2 separate regions of the Mus musculus genome follow, and region 2 is linked to region 1. The links are chromatin contacts, called in public ChIA-PET maps. All regions are on one chromosome and are shown on one strand. The core of a region is the stretch at or near the end of the contact, and the rest is flanking DNA. Distances in the headings are between cores, read along the strand shown. Region 1 holds the start of Nol10 (nucleolar protein 10). Region 2 overlaps Nol10 (nucleolar protein 10).

Region 1 (2,831 bases), core at 76-2,575:
AAGATAGAGTCACACAATGTAAGCTCTGTCGCCCAGGCTGAACACAAGCTCACAAATGTCCTGTCTCAGCGCCCTAAGCACTGGGATTATAAACGTGTCTCTTTGCCAGCCAAATGTATTTCTTACAAAGAATAGAAACAGACCTATGACTGGCCTAATAGACGACCCTGGATAAGAAGTGGTTTTTACCAGCACATTCACTGGAAGCTGATTTTCTTCTACAGGCAACAGTTGAATGAACAGCAACCAAAGCACTAGTCAGTTATCGTGACACTGAGTGGCTGGGTCTCTACCGGGACAATTTTGCTTCCCAGATGGCTTATGGCAAGTCTTTACATTTTAGTCTGTCATCACAATTGGATCTTGTAGGTATGGACCAGGGATGCTGGCAAACAACACTAGCAACAAGACTTGTCCAGCTTAAAACGTCAATAAATTTGAGGTTAAATGCCCCCAATAGAAAAAAAAATCCTTTCTAAAAGGGAAAAGTCAATGTACTATTCTTACTAGTTATGGCAAAATAATCTCTAAACATGTGAACTCACCTCCCTAGACCCTAAGTATACACCAAGGCAGTCTGCATTTGGAACAGGATGAGACTTTAAACAGACTAAGGGTGAGCCACAGTCCTCCTCTCTGCAGTCTGTGACTGTATTGCTCTGACTGTTTTCAGGCAATAAGGTTTTTAATTAAAGCACGTGAGAGTAGTTTCTAAACAGTTAGCACGTTCTTACACGTGAACCCAATGCAGGCAAAACAACGGTCTTGTCTTAGGGTTTTTATAGTGTGATAAAATACCATGACCAAACGCATCTTGGGGAGAAAAGAGTTTATTTCAGCCACACTTCTACATCACGGTCCATCACTGAAGAAACTCAAACAGGGCAAGAACCTGGAGGCAGGTGTTTATGCAAAAGCCATGGAGCAGTACTGTTTACTGGCTTGCTGGGCCTGCTTTCTTATAGAACCCAGAGCCATAGCCCAGGAACGGCACCACCAAGGGCTGAGCTCTTCCCCATCAATCATTAAGAAAGTGTCCTACAGCTAGATCTTATGGGGGCATTTTCTCAATTGAGATTCCCTCCTTCCAGTTAACTCTAGCTTGTGTCAAGTTGACATAAAACCAGCCACCACGGTCAGCCGATGGTAAGTTAGAGATACACGCTCCCAGGGCGATGGCGAGGGGGCGAGAACTCACCTCGGGAAGAGACTTGCCGCAGCTGAGGCTGTAAATCTTCACTTCGTTGAGGCTGGAGACCTGCATCGCAGCGCGGAGCAGCCGGAGCCCGGCACGCAGTCACAGAACGCCGGCCCACCCGAATACCCTAGCATCCAAACCCGAGGCGAACCGGCACAACGTGCGGGAACTGGCGCGAGCTGATGACGCACTTCCTGGCTCCGGAAGTGCGCGCTCACTAGGCTGCCCCAGGGCGGAGGCACTAGAGGCGGCAAGAGCGGGTCCGGGGAGATGTGCTCTGGGGTTGGAAAAAGCGAAAATGAAAAGAAAAATCGTACGAGAAAGCATGAGATGGGGAAGTGAGTTTGAACCTGATATCGTTTGAGACTAGAATGTGACAGTTATAACCACTTACCATTTTTAGGAAGTTCTGTTGTCCACATCAGAGGCCTTGGGATGACTTTCTAACAGCAGAGGACCCTCGCCAGTCTTTCTCTATATCCTCTTCCAAACACATTATGAAAAGACGAGTCTGGGAAAGAGAGAATGGTTAAGTAATGCTTTCTCCAAAGTCATGTGAAACCACTATCAAACCCTGGCTCCAGTCGACTCTTTGATAGGCACTTACGCTCTCATAGTCAGGGTCCACTCAAGCCCTCTCGGCAACTACGGTCGGGTGCTTTCATCTTCATTTGCCCCTGGGCCATGGCTCACTAGTTCCTGCTGGCTTTGCAAAGGCTTGTACTCTGGTGGAAGCCTTTTCTTTCTGAGCAGAGCGATCTGCTACAGAACTTTTCTGTGCTGTTTCTCTATCAAGTAGTGTTGGCACAGTCCCCGGACTCCCAGGTCTTAAGATGGTGCCATGTAGACACCACTCAGACCACCTTGTGCTGAGTTGCAGGTCCCTGTCAGCCCCTTAAAGTTCAAACAGCTGCTTCACTCCTTTCTGGGACGACTGATCTTTCCTCTGGGATCACCCATAGATGTGCTCAAGAATTTTTGACTTAGGTGATTGAAACAGTACCTTCTTGTGCTCGTATTCCAAATTAGACTGAGGAATTGCCAATTCCCAAGCGAGGCACAGTGACCCCCACCTAAAATTCTAGTGTCTAAAAGACTGAGACTGGAGAATTACCAAGGCCTGGATTACAGTCTCAACAAAAATAAATAAATAAATAAATGTATAAAGAGGTTAGAATCCCAAAACTTAGCGTGTAATATCTCAACTCAATCAAAAGTTATTTTGTGTCTTCAAAACTAGAAAATTCTCTGGCCTCCAGACCTTAGTTGTGATCTATTTATCACCACAATTGCCTGCCAGCACCATGACTGCCTACTTCTAAAACCAGCTTCCTTAATTCACTGTTCCACCATGCACTTTTTATTAGCTCAATGCTGTCTTCATAGTCACCTTGGCTAAATCTGTAGAGTAGCCCGTTTCTGCCTCTGGTTCCCATATTGAAGATCTAAACCTTGGCATCTCTGTAGTATTAAAAAAGGGAAGAATGAAAAAGGCTGGGCATGGTGGTGTGTGCATCCAGTCTCAGCACTTCAGAGAAGGCAAAAGGATGAGGTGTTGAAGATAATACCTATATAGTGAATTCAAGGCCACCCTGGGCAGAAGGCTCAGTAGGTAAAGGTGCTTGCCACCATG
Region 2 (2,700 bases), core at 44-2,543, 64 kb before region 1:
TAAAAACAACCAAGGCAGACTATAAATACTTTAATTACTCTGACTGTTCTTCGAAGACTTGGGGGGAGCCACTATTCAGAGAAAGAGTCAGGAGAGAGGAGGACACGGTGACAAACTGCTTTAAGAGGTGGCAGCAGCATGGTGCATGGCACAGGGCTAAGAAAGAGACTAGAACCATTATAAGGTTCAGAGGCATCCTAGGAAGTGATGAAGAGGCAGGGCCTGCACTAAGGTGATGGAAATCAAAGGGTGGGACTGACTCTAGCCAGGGAGCAATCCCTGTGAAACACACTTCTATGGAACTAGAGCAGCAGCAGCTGGATGAGAGGAGAGAGCTAAAGATGAAGCATGGGGTTGGAAACAGCTCTTAGCTGCTTGGTCTGTGTGGGCAGACGCTGGAATGATGAGCTTGGAGCCACCATTAGAGCATCAGGGTAAAAAGTGTAGGCTAGAGCGAAGGGCGGGAGATGATGTTCATTTAAGACTAAGTGTGTCACAGACATCATCCACAGTCTGACTGACACCAATAGGTGTCTTGGGAGCAGTAATTCATACAACAAGGACTCAGGAGAGAGGAGGGGGCTGCCAGGTAAATTTTGGAGTCACTTATAAATGTGAGAAAGCTGATATTGGTAATCAACCAATATTTCACATCAAAAGCCATGTGCCTATTAGGTTAAAAAACAAAGAAGGAAAAAATTAACATCTTGATGTATTTGCCAAAATTATTATATTTAAAATAACAGAGACTGTTAAATAGAGTATGTTGTTGGTATTTTAAAGATTTTTCTCCCCGTTAGTTTACAACAAACAAACTATCCTGCTTAAAGACAAGTATGCGTTAGATGAACGATTATAAAATAAAAACTCCTTTGACCCAGCTGTAAAAGTATTTCCCCTAAGGACTTCTGCTTGTCTAATTGCTTATTTTCACAGCTGTCTTAAAAGAAAAAAGAATAAGATAGTGATGTTCTTGAAGTAGTTTACAAGTGTCTGGCTAGTGATCTGTCTTATAAATACACACACATACACATGCTCAACACTTGCTTTGGTGTTTGGAAAACATGTGAATACCACCTTCAGCACTACCTCAAAGAATCACTTCTGTAGCTCCGAGCAGACACTTATTATTATCTTGTCCCAATATAGAAACATACAGAGACTACCTGCTACTTAAAACCCTGATTCTCTAGTCCCACCTCTAGCCTAAGGAAGGAGGGAGAGGAGGAGGTCTAGCGGGGCTGGGCGGGTTGTGAGAGGGAAGTGAGAAGTAACAGGAGGAAATGAAGGTTGGCTGGCACACAGCGGGTGCTCTCCCAGCCTGCAAGTGACAAACCTCAGAGGGCTGACGGTGGGTACTCCCCCAAATATCTCAGCCTGTCCCCTCCTCTGTATTTTCATGCAGCTCTCTAGGTCCCCACCCCCACTATGAACAAATTATCAAGATCATGGCAGGAAATAATAATTTTTTCTTCCAAGAGAATTCCCTCTACACTAAAGACCCAGGTTTCTAGGCTGAGTGGCTCAGCAAGCAGCCAGCGATGCATCTGGGCCAGAGTACAGCCTGGAAGGCACCTAGCACGGCACGGTGGTCACGAGAGCTTTGCCAGGATAGTGCCTCTCCTATTTCAGGAGTAAGCCCTCTCAGCACCGTCTGGAGGGTGCAGTGTGACGCTGCTGTGAGAACTTGTGTCTTGTATTTACCCTCATGAGCCCTCACTGGGCACTCATCTGGTGAATGCAAAGTATCTGGGTAGAAACTGCATTCCTTCAAAGACCCAGAGTTCTTTCAATTCTTTGTCCAACGTAGAGAACATTACATGAAACAGTTCAGGGAGACCCCAGGATTTGAAGGTGCTCAATCCACAAAGACTTAGAAATGAGTTCTTCATCTGAGTTACACAGATTCTTGCCACAAGGTCCAGACTTATGGTATAGAACAAGGGGCTGATTGGTGATAACGACACAGAAACTTACTCCAGGGGAAATCAAAGTCATGTGAGGTGACTTGACTACAAAGAGCATTTACATAGTTACAGCATTGTAAAGCCCAATATTGACTTCACCAAAATTACTATCTAGCTCCAGCAGGAAGGAAAAGTCAAGACGCAGCATCACAGGCAACAGCAGGAAAGAGTTTTATACCAAAATAAGCAGCTAAAGAGGGGAGAGTGGGTCCCAACAGAAGCACAAGCAAGGCAGGGAGGGAAGATAAGGGAATAGAGGTGTGATATCCAACCATCCCAGGAGCCCCTGTGAAAACACCGAGTTTTGAGTGTTCATATCACTGTAATTGTAATTTGCAATTAAAAAAAAAACTTTAAATGACAAAATTCTAATGTTAAAACTATCTGATCTAACTCAGTATGTTTGCACATAATCACATTTGTTCCCCAAAGCGATGAATTATTACTTTACTATAAAGTGTTAATGTCATTTACTGATTCCTGAGACGAAGACACTGCTTCTGTGGCTTTCTAGTCCCAGTCCACAGACAGCCTCTCTCACACAGAACCCAGGAACAACGCACTCAACACAGACCACAGCAACAGAGAGAAACTGAGTAAAAAGGGCTGGCATGTAGAACACGTGCTGTGGGGGAAATGGTCCCACCCACTTGGATGGACTCTTAAAAGCCAAATGGGGTACAGGCGCCTATACATCTCAAAGATGCTTGAGCATATGGGAAGCTCAACTTGC

The links. ChIA-PET counts read pairs in DNA pulled down with a chosen protein or histone mark.
Region 2: a contact with region 1 is called in an RNA polymerase II ChIA-PET map of memory CD8 T cells, with 10 read pairs. The contact joins the enhancer-like site here to the promoter of Nol10 in region 1. A contact is called at or near these places in 6 of 39 promoter capture datasets (cranial neural crest, embryonic stem cells, frontonasal cranial neural crest and 1 more), 1 of 15 datasets of contacts at CTCF or cohesin (CD8 T cells), 3 of 484 Hi-C or Micro-C datasets (B cells, CD8 T cells and the G1E-ER4 cell line), 3 of 115 datasets of contacts at active chromatin or transcription factors (embryonic stem cells, memory CD8 T cells and trophoblast stem cells) and 3 of 9 other capture datasets (adipose tissue, embryonic stem cells and liver).

Annotation. Positions count from the first base shown.
Region 1 is chr12:17,346,987-17,349,817 of GRCm38.p6, reverse strand. Nol10 (nucleolar protein 10) reads right to left here and starts at 1,325. Exons shown (of 21, transcript NM_001008421.1): 1 at 1,199-1,325. The coding sequence starts at 1,264. Gm46336 (a long non-coding RNA gene) reads left to right here and starts at 1,416. Exons shown (of 2, transcript XR_001780553.2): 1 at 1,416-1,536.
Region 2 is chr12:17,410,929-17,413,628 of GRCm38.p6, reverse strand. All of the region lies in intron 17 of Nol10 (nucleolar protein 10), which reads right to left. Among named protein-coding and RNA genes, the nearest start is that of Gm36752, 24 kb to the left of the region's middle. Within about 2 kb of position 1,293, at least 40 of the 459 cell types and tissues checked have an H3K27ac peak or open chromatin away from gene starts, as enhancers often do. A contact at or near this core is called in B cells, CD8 T cells and memory CD8 T cells, where this site is marked.